2 separate regions of the Oryzias latipes genome follow, and region 1 is linked to region 2. A link is a contact called in public Hi-C data. All regions are on one chromosome and are shown on one strand. The core of a region is the stretch at or near the end of the contact, and the rest is flanking DNA. Distances in the headings are between cores, read along the strand shown. Region 1 overlaps ttyh2 (protein tweety homolog 2). Region 2 holds the start of kif19 (kinesin-like protein KIF19).

Region 1 (5,274 bases), core at 1,902-4,401, 55 kb after region 2:
ATAGTGACACGTTAATGGCCTATTAGAAAGCCATCTGAAAACGGGAACAGAAAGCGGTGCATTCAAAGACGCAAAAATCAAACATCTCCCAAGGACGGCTGGACTTCTACCCGACGTTGTTTGATACGAAACAATTGATGCAAAGATGCAAAATGTTGTTTTCTCGAGTTAGTGTATAAGAGTAGATGATGTAAAACAGAGGCTGAATGTGAAAGTTTTTATTCTTGGCTTCACTGTGCTGCGTTTTCAGCATCTTTTTGACATAATAGCAGAAATGGCAAAAATATGACCAAAAATTGTCAAAACTTAGCAAGACTGCTTTCCTGAATGAACGGAACTTAGGAGAAACAGAGACCTGGAAGTTCAGAAAATAGTGTCACATGTTGTGAAGCTATTTTAAAAAGATGATTTTAAAACATTTACAAGAAAAAGTACAGCTGTCTGCCAAATGGCTCCTTGAAAAGCAGGACTCGCGCTCCCCAAACTTCGAATGGTGTTAAATGCAAGCTAAGTGATCTGAAATGTCTTCCTGGAGCAAAGCGGCTCCAACAGCAGGTGGCTGACAGCTGTGCGGAGGTGGAGGAGGTCTCCGGGCACTGAGCACATCAACATAAAACTTGTGTGTGTGCAGCCTGACAGAACTGGAGTGACGTTCCCTCAAAGTGATGCAAGTTAAGCCGATTTCAGGTAGCGGGAAGGAGAAGACATGGAAGCAAACAGTGATTCCATCAGTGGGAAGAAAGTTGGAGGCTGACGGGGATTTTTACTGAGGAAGGGGGTTTCTAGAGACTTTTTGACAACACCCACATTTTACAAATCTATTTCTAACTGGAAAACTGGAGCTCCCAATAGAACAACCCAACTCGCGGCCTCTTCCGCTTCAACACTTCAGTGAAGTCCCAGGGGAACGGGACCCTTTCCAGCACTCAGCCGGGTCAGCTGACGTTCACAGCTGGGACACCAGTGAGGCGACCCAAAGGATGTTGATTAGAAGAGGAACAGGAAGGATGGGATTCCGCCATCCTTTACATCTGCCACACAAGAACACATTAAACCACAAGCTCCCTGCTCCACTCCATTCTGATGCATCCACTTATAGACAAATAGGTCCACGTTTGTCTTGGTTTTCCTCGTCTGAGCTGAAATCTGGCTCATTTTTGTTGCACAGCTAAGGTTAGGTTGTGGGTGTGAGGGGATGTAAGCTAGCGAGAGAGCGTGTAAACAGAATGGGGGGGGGGGGGGGGGGGGGTCTGCGCCACAGTCCCACCCACAACTAAGAAGAAATTCTATTGAACTCCTGCCTGAAACAATGTCCAAGAAAACAACACTTTTTCTTTTTGGCTAAAAACGTCAATCATAATTAAAAGTCCACTGGGAAAGATGGTGGGAGAGGGTTTTAAGGCCCTCCGCTATTTACATGACATTTGGAGCTTCCTTTGGAAACTGAATCCGGGTTCAAGAGTCCAAAACGTCGAAAGCATCTTGAAAAGGTTTCACCTCTGGCCTCAGAGTCTGAGCCTAATCCAATTCTTCAAATTCCAACCTCCAAAGCCCTTCTCAGTTCTCAGTCAGCAAAAAAAGCTCAGCCAGGATCAACAAAACCAACTAAAACAATAAAACAGTAACTGAAAGATTATAAAAGCACACTGTTAAGCTCATCGTTCCGCCCCCTCGGTCCCACTGAACATTTGAAAAGTGTTGTAGGCAACAAAACAAGTTTGGCATTTGAAACTTTCAAATGGCACAAAGAAATCAGTAACAGAAGTCCTGCCGGCGTCTGCGAGGCATTCAATTATACTGATGATCCTAGAACCTCGTACAATCATGTTAGTCTCTGTCTCACTGCACTGCAAGAGGACAACCTTTTATAAGGACCACTAAACCACTGTGAGGCAAACTGTGTCTGCAAAAAAAGTAGTCAGCTTTTGCACAGACCCAGTTTCTTTAACTTGCTGCTCTCTCAAAGTCCACCAATCAATGCATTGTTTATACTCCACATGTACCAATTGGAATAGTAGGGCTGCTGCAGCCTATCCTAGTCGTGGCTCCATCATGGAGCCAATTACCTCTGCTCCCTAAGACCCGGTTTCTACTTTATACTTCGCATTGGTCACAAGGCTATCGAAAGGAAATCGCCCCCCATCGCTGTCAAATGCGACACAAGCTGATGACATCCTCTGCAATTGGAATTCTTATGCCCATAGTACAATCCCGTGCATATTGTGCCATTTGATCTGAACGTATTGATACATTTCAAATAATTAAACTCTGGAAACATCGAGATGCTAGGCAAGACATCTGATTGGGTCTATGCCTTGACTTAACACTAAAACTGGACTCCACTGCTGCGCAAATTGTGATCAGTGTGAATGCATCTTAAGACTTCCTGAAGAAGGATGCAAACTTCTTCCAAAGGTTGTAGCCAGGATTCAAACCAGAACCTTTTTTATATCAGGAAACCAGTTAACCATTAATAATTGTGGGGCCAAAGTCCCCAAGTAAGATAACCATGTACTTCTAAAAAGGTTATTAATCTAAACTTAATGTTTTATGATGATTATTTTTCCAGAAACAGTTGTGTTACTCAATCATGGCTCTATAATGAAAATTCTTTGTAGTTTTATAAAGTATCAAAGGGTTTTGCAAATACATGTTTGGGGTTTTTTATGGATAAAAGTATATTCCTCCAGGTTTCCCATTTGTTCTGAACAGTAGTTTGTTAGGACATCTTCACGGAGCAGCAAAGCAAATCATTTCTGCTTCGCTCTTGTCCCCCCACTGCAAAAAGAACAAAAAAGACTTTCCCCGAGGGAGTTGGGCGTCATGGTGTTGATGCTACACCCCCACAACAAAAGAAACCCAACCCCCCAGTTTCCACACAGAGGAGCAGCTTTCATTGGAGGGGGGAATTCCATGTGAATCCTGTTGTCTCTGCTCATAAGGCTTTGACAAATGAGTTCTTGTTTTTCATCTGGTTACTTCATGCTAACCCGGATAAAGACACAAAGGAAATGCCCCAAACCTCTAGTGTTGTGGACAGTCTGTTGGTTTCACATCCTGTTGGAGTTTTGCAGGATTGTCATAAGGAGTAGAAGACGTCCCAAACGCATAAACCCCACTATCAGTCAGGTGATGCTAATCGCTGCCTTCAAGCACCATCCAGACAGATTGGGGTTAATGACCTTCTGGAGGGCCAGAGGGGACTCGGAATGTATTTATCTATGAGGATGTGTCACACAAACAATGAAAATGTTGCAGTCTGCTCATTAAAGAAAGAAAAAGCATCTCCACTAAGAAGATCTCCATACCTCTTCTTTCTTCTCAGCATTTCTGTGATCGGTTGTATAACATTGCCTTAAACAGTCACTGTTTAAGGCAAGAAGAGAAGAGGTATGGAAGAGAGAAGAGGTATGGAGATCAAACTGACAGATTTAGGAGTCATTTTACTCCCAAAAAAGTGTGTACATTTCTAATGGAATTGCTGATCCGATTAGGGATTTTCAGCTCTCGGCATCCATCATTTTCTATTTGCTATCACAAAAACTAACACAATTATCACAACAGCATGAATTGTGCAATTGCAATGGCTGTAAACATTTCCTGTGATCATAAAAAAAAAACATTTTGATGTTTTTTAATGACCCATCACCATGACACATCACTTGTGCATTGTACTAAAATAACTCATTTCATTGATATTATGTTGAGTGTTCGTGTGCAGTTTGATCAACCTCACCGAGTATCAGCGAGATAATGCAACAAATTCCAATCAAATGTGTGTATGGCTCATGTCTTTTATTTCTTACAGCATGAGTGAGGAAAAATGTTTAGGAAAATGTAGAAAACCAAGTTAAAAACAATTAAAGACAATTAAAGTGAAATGCCTTTTCTTTTTTATCACACTTCCTTCTAAGCCTTTGAAACAAGATAAAAGCTTTTATTGTACGCCTCTCTGAATAGAACTGCTCTCGCTGATTGTTATGAAGTCACTCAGTTCGAGTCTTAAAGATAAACTTCTCCAGTCAGCCAAAAGCATAGGAATGTCTGTACACTTCGTCTGACTTTGTGCAAAGAGAGACTATAGGAACATATAATAATAACAATAATAAGGATGATTGTAAAGGAAAGCCAAAAAATAAATAAGACAGACCACTGAGGGAAATTGAAAATGACCGTATTACTTAGTCACAACTGCCCTTGCAGGTGGATACAGGCTGTCTACAAGTGAAAAATGGGCATGGTACGTCATAGGCCCGCAAATGTTCGGTGAACCCGCACACTGCAAATGTTCATGTAAACGTTTTCTAAAGGGCATGCCAAGGGCGACAGGTCACAATTAACACTTAAGCCTCTTTTCCCCTGAGCATGGTCTGGTCTGGTCCGATCCGGTATTTTGAGGGTTTCCATTAAGCCAGACCGAACTGTAACATCTTTGGGCCCCCATTAGTTGTCATGGTCCATAGGAAAATGGAACGAAACCGGTTAGGGCAGAGCTACTGTTGAAACCCGTTAAATGGCTGAAAATCATTACAACAAAAGAAAGCGCCAAGAAAGCGGCTGTCTTCCTCTTTATTATCCTTTCTCAAACAACATTAAATTTTTTGTATATACGAAGTACCAAAAGCCAAGCGGAAAGAAACAAACCACTGGATGACCTCCATTGTTGTTGTTAGCTTCACCCTGCATGTGCCGTGACAGTCCAACTTTGAAACGCTTACCTAAATTGCCTGGACCATTCTTAACTGAACCGTACCGTACCACTCAGTGGAAACAAGGCTTTATATGTTTGTATTGTAAGGGTAAATAAAGGTAAAGAAGTTGAGATAAAGGTGTGTTGTTCAGAATTTTCATTTTTTCAACCCCCCAACATAACGTTTTGTGTTGTTGCCAAAAAGTTTGATTTTGGTTTCATTTAACCAGAGCACCTTCTTCTACATCTACGGTCTGTCTCCCAGGTGCTTGTAGCAAACATTAAACGACACTTTCTATGGATGTCTTTAAGAAATGGCTTTCTTCTTGCCACTCTTTCATAAACGCCAGATTTGTGCAGGATACGACTGATTGTTGTCATATGGACAGACTCTCCCACCTCAGCTGTAGATCACTGGAGTTCATCCAGAGTGATCATGGGCCTCTTGGCTGCATCTCTCATCAGTCTTCTGCTTGTCTGATCTGAAAGTTTAGACAAACAGCCGGGTCTTTGTAGATTTGCAGTGGTCTGATCCTCTTTCCATTTCAATATTATCGCTTGCACAGTGCTCCGTGGGACATTTA
Region 2 (5,385 bases), core at 2,663-5,162:
TCTGTTCCCGGCTGGGATGATATGAAACCAAGTATTCTATTTATGGCAAAAGAGCTTTAAAACAAAAAGCCTGGAGCAAGATTTGCAAGACTTGCACCACTTTGACATTTCGCACCAAACCTCTTGCGAAATGTGCAATTAAACAGCAGAAAAACAAGAAAAAGGCACCTCCCTTCTTGTCCACCTTGAGCAATACTGCTGTTGACAATTGTGCATTTAGCATATTCTAGATTGGGCATCACATGCCTGATGTGATGTAGGAGATACAACAGCCAGACCCTTGGGGATGTTGCTGGGGGGGAAATAAAAAGAGCAGGTGGCAGAAGGCTTAACCTGAGCTAAAAACCAATCCAATGAGCTCATCCCTACAGGCTTAACCAGCCTTAAGTTGTCTGCTTTCTACCATTACAGACGGATCTGGCTACTATTGTCCAGTCAGCCAAGTCAGCTACCAAGGCTGCTAATCTGTCTGAGCACAACACGTTGACCATATGGTCTCTGTATGTTTACTGTCTTGTAAACAAACTGATCGATACAAGTTTTAAAAGGAGCTGCAAACACAGAAGCCATTAAAGGATGTCTGGATGTCTAAACAGATTCGATCAATCGTATATCAAAGTGGTTGTTGAGCCCAACCCCCCACCCCTGGCTTTAACATCCAGGTGGGGGACAGCCCCAGGTAAACCTGCGCATTAAAAACACTCCCACTCTCAATTACAAGCATCGTAAGCCTCACTAATCCTTCATGCTGAAGGTGCCTGAGTGGACGGGATATCACCTAACAGAAACCATGCAGCATGGACGCCACATTTCACGACTCCTCAGCAAGTTGAGCAAAAGATACACACAAAACAAACACAAAAACACTGTCTTCTTGCTGAAGTGTGTGGGAGCGGCAAGAACCTGTTATGGGGGCTGTGTCAGCACCATAACTACCATCCTGTTGTTATGCTTTAATCCCCTGAGTCCAAGCCTATTTTAATAACGTCATGATAGACACAAGTGCTGATGTGGTCCCCTAGAGCTGCTGTAATTAAGCTACACCTCACAAACAAGTCGGAGATCTCAGGGAGGGCAATTCTCCCATTCTCCAAGAGGAACTTTTCTCGACAAGAGAAAGCTGTTCTCATCACAGCCTTACCTGTACACCCCGACAGTTACGGCTATTGTCTGTTAGAATGTGTGACCCGGTCAGTTTCCGCGACATTTGCCTTTGTTGGCCCGCTTCGGAAACGCACCTCGTGCGAGCACACGAACGCTTCAATCAGCTTCAAACGAGACAGGAGACACCGCTGCAGGGTTCCGCTTATTAGCATTTGCACTGCCGTCATAATAATTCCACACTCTGCTAAATGGTCTCCAAGGGGACTGCTGCAAACAAGGTCTAATGGTAAATAAGGCCTTAATGGGGCTTTCACATATGTGCAGCTTCCACACGCCATGTGTGCAAGTTGCAGTGTGGTGGTTTTTAAAAATCATTTAAATAAGTTCCAATGGTTTTCGTTTGTATTATTTCTTAAATGTTTGGCTCAACATAGAAACATATCGTAAAAGATAAGAAATACATGAATAATAATATGACAATAAAATGACAATAAAATGACAATACTCAGCCCTCGCTCTCACAGAACAGTCCTATCTTTAGGTGTCTGCTATATTAATTACTGGAGTTATACCTGGCTGTAATTTAATTCATAAAAAGCAGCTACAATAGAAAACTGCAGAACCATCTGCATGAATTTTTTATGGGAGAAGTGCTGCAGAGCTCTGCCGTCGCTGATATTAAATTAACCCCAGGCGTTTGCTTCTGAGGCGCACTTTTATAAAAAGACTTTCCTTTCTTCAGCCGGAAAGGTCATCTTGTTGTCTGACTCATCCCGCATTTACTTACAAATGAATTGTGACATTTGAGCTTCGCAAACAAGTTCCTAAAAAAGAGCTGCCGGTTTCACCCAGGTCCCCGCAGACACCTTATCTGTCTGAGCCCATGATTGGTAGGAGGGGGGGGGGGGGGGGGCACAAAGCCAAACCCAGAGCTAGACGCTTTTTGTTGTGCACGCACACGGATGGCAAAGCTATCCGTCAGAGGAGTAGATGCGGATAAGCGTTAAGGGTGTCCTTCTCACCTGGTCGTCCACTCTGTGCGCCACAATTGTGGACCCCTCCTCCTGTTCAGCATCGCTGAGGGGTCGGATTCTTAAGGCAACCTGTAGCACACAACAGAACAAATAATTCTTTGACTTAAAATAAAGAATTCAATTGTTTTTTGTATAAGGTCCACTTCTACAGCTGTGTTTTCATGGTTTAATGCCCATTAGCAAAAGATCTATACATAAATCTAAATATATAAAAGTAGAATTTGATGATTTTGAATATTAGAGCTGTTCTACAAACACACAATATAAAAGTCCACCATTTTGTCTCTTTTGTGGCCCCCAGATTAAGATTATTTTAGAATAAGCGTGTGCAGCACAGGTGTTGTGCTCTTAAGAAGACGACAAACAACACACAGCATTAGGCTACAACAGGTGACCTTTCCATTATACGGACAAATACACGTAATACCCGATGTTTATATGTCAAGTACATTTAGACACTTCCCATACATTTCCGTGTCAAAAAAACAGTTCTAATCTGATTAGCAAGAAACGGTTATGTCTTTTTAAATGTAAATTTAAACAATACAAACAATAAAAAGAAACAGAAAAAGGATGTATTTTATTTTGATAAATATTTAGAGCTCCATTAAGCCTTCGCATTTTCATAACTCGATGGATATCTTTAACAAACAAGCCTTTTTTACTTAACAAGATCAAATTTTTTTTAAGTCTTTAAAAGCTAAATTATAAGGGAAAAAATTGCTTTAAAACCATAAATGAATTTTATTGTGGTTTTATGGGGAGCCACATTTTACCCAACTTTATGTCCATAGTGACACTGAAATAGGAGATAGATGAATTTTGATCTTAATTTTATGACTCACGTGAAAAAAGGACACAACTTTCCTTTTCTCCAGGTGCTAGATATGGCACAAAAAAAGGGTCGTTTCTTTCTCTGTCAACACTGCCCTCAAGGTGTATTAGGAGCTGAATGAGAGGAGTCAGGTGGCTTCAATAATTTAGGTTTAGGCTCAGAGCACATGGCAGAATAAAATAAGAATATTATACCAACAGCAGAATTAGAATTGGAGAAAACTATGACAAGCAGACGATTGGTTTTAACATTGATATAACTGGACTAAAAATACAAGCAGAACATGGTTGTGCCGGGGACATCAAAGGAAAATGGCACGAGACATTAGTATTTTGACTAAAACGTTGCGTTTAAAGTTGTAGTAGAAATGGCTCCTTCGACTGACTTAATAAATATGCTTAAAACATTTTTTTTTTACATGTTTAAAAAAAAGTTTCATAAAATAGCTCCAACTCACAGTCAGTTGCTGATCTTTCGACTCTCCTGTGTCCTTCATGATTGTTTTGTTGTCCGGGTGAAGGATAATGGACATCAGCGGCAGGAGACGGGGCACCGAAGCATCCTGCTCCGCGGCGGCACCTGAACGCGTCTCCCTCCACCTGAAGCCCGCCGCTCACTCTCGGCAGCGGCTAGCGGCGACAGCTGCTTCCACTCAAAGCTAGCAGGTGCAAGAAACAAGCTTTTTTTCCCCTCCCTCTTTCACTCCATCTGCCGTTTCAATGCCATGAGCGTTTCGACTCGTTCTGCTCTTTGGGTCTCAGTGGGTCGACGCTGCCCCACCACCTTGCCCCACTCCCTCCTCCTCCTCCTCGCGCAGCGTTGCCACGCAGCCGTTTAAAAACAAGCCAACTGTCCTCTCAGTGAGTCCGCGCGGCTCCGCGGTCTCCTCTGCCGCTGCTGGATCCCCGGCTGGCGACGTCCGGCTCCCGCCGTGGCGCGAGGCTCCATCGGGTTTAACCCTTTGATGCGCAACATGGGTCTAAAATGGCCCGCATTCATTTTCTATGTACGTTTATGCCCATGATTAAATGAGTTTTTATTTTGTCGTATCTTTAAAAATATATATATTTTTTACTGTTGAATATATTCCAAGAATTCTTTACATATCTTGTTTTTTATTAACCCAGATTATTATTTTCATTTTTCCTTTCATACTTTATGTATAAGAATGGTTTTTACAACAAATTTACATACACGGATCAAAAAAGACCCAGTCATTCAAGTGTGATTTTAATCAAATTACTTAATACTATCATAATAACATCTGTTTTGAAGTAATATTTTTGCAATGAGTTGGGTCAAACATTAATGTCTTTAATTGAAACATGGTTATTTTCATTTTGTAACACATACCCCTGATAGCATAACATGTCTAACAATCGGAATTGTTCCAGTATTTTAACAACTTTAAACTGGTATGGCACATCCGTGTGCACAAATTGCGACCTTTGTTTTCATATTCCTCACAAATTATAATGTGATATTTGTGCTCTGCACACACTGGCACAGATTGCCTGTATTTTCATAATAAGAATGGATTAGATTTATCTCCACTTTTCCAGACGCTCAAAGTTCTTCCATTGTGTCCATTATTCATTCACTCCTCATTCATACTTGGTGATGGTAACTACTGATGTAGCCACAGCTGCCCTGGGGCAGACTGACACAGGCGTGGCTGGCGCCTACGGTCCCACTGACCATCACCAGGATCATTCAGGCACATTCACACACCAGTGGAGCTGCACTGGAGGCAAGGAGGGTGAAGTGTCTTGCCCAAGGACACAACGACAGTTGATTGGAAGGGAGCGGGGATCGAACCGCCGATCATTGGCTGGCTTGATCAACCACCTGAGCTACTGCTGCCCAAACATGCTTTTGGTGTTGGGGTGTGCCCTCAGTGCACCTCTTCATATGTGGCATGACAAGCTCTTTGCCCAGCTCCCTGATTAAAAACATCGCTGACACCACCCAAACAGCCAGAGCGTTGTGCAGTGAAGGCATAGAGGGTGGCAACATCCAGCATGTTGTACCAGAGAACCATGGGCCACCTCTGTGTTCTCCGCTGACATTAATAGTTTCTAACCATTTGATCCATTTTGTCCACACCTCATTTTGATTTGTTATAGTATTGGATCACTTCTGGTTTCTTCTTCCGACTGTTGCCATCCACTGCTTTATTATCATGCATGGTGCTCAAGAGGCACAAAAAACAAGATATTTTGAATATATATGGAGGAATAAATGATTAGATGTAATTTATTTCAAAGTTATAATGTGTAAATACTGAGCCATATGAGAAATAACACAGAAAATGAATGTGGGTCATTTTGTACCCATGTTGCGCATTAGAGGGGTAGTGATACAAAAGTAGTTTTTATTCAAAAAGTAAGAAATGAAAAAATAAAATAATCA

The links. Hi-C and Micro-C count contacts between places; a contact is called where the count stands out from the background.
Region 1: a contact with region 2 is called in a Hi-C map of gastrula embryo, with 1.6 times the contacts expected there. The contact joins the enhancer-like site here to the promoter of kif19 in region 2. A contact is called at or near these places in 5 of 5 Hi-C or Micro-C datasets (embryo, fibroblasts and gastrula embryo).

Annotation. Positions count from the first base shown.
Region 1 is chr19:14,213,635-14,218,908 of ASM223467v1, forward strand. The region is part of intron 2 of ttyh2 (protein tweety homolog 2); the gene reads right to left. Among protein-coding and RNA genes, the nearest start is that of ttyh2, 12 kb to the right of the region's middle. Within about 2 kb of position 3,152, at least 4 of the 8 cell types and tissues checked have an H3K27ac peak or open chromatin away from gene starts, as enhancers often do. A contact at or near this core is called in embryo and gastrula embryo, where this site is marked.
Region 2 is chr19:14,157,743-14,163,127 of ASM223467v1, forward strand. It overlaps kif19 (kinesin-like protein KIF19), which reads right to left and starts at 3,913. Exons shown (of 19, transcript XM_011488344.3): 1 at 3,431-3,913; 2 at 2,127-2,207. The coding sequence starts at 3,505.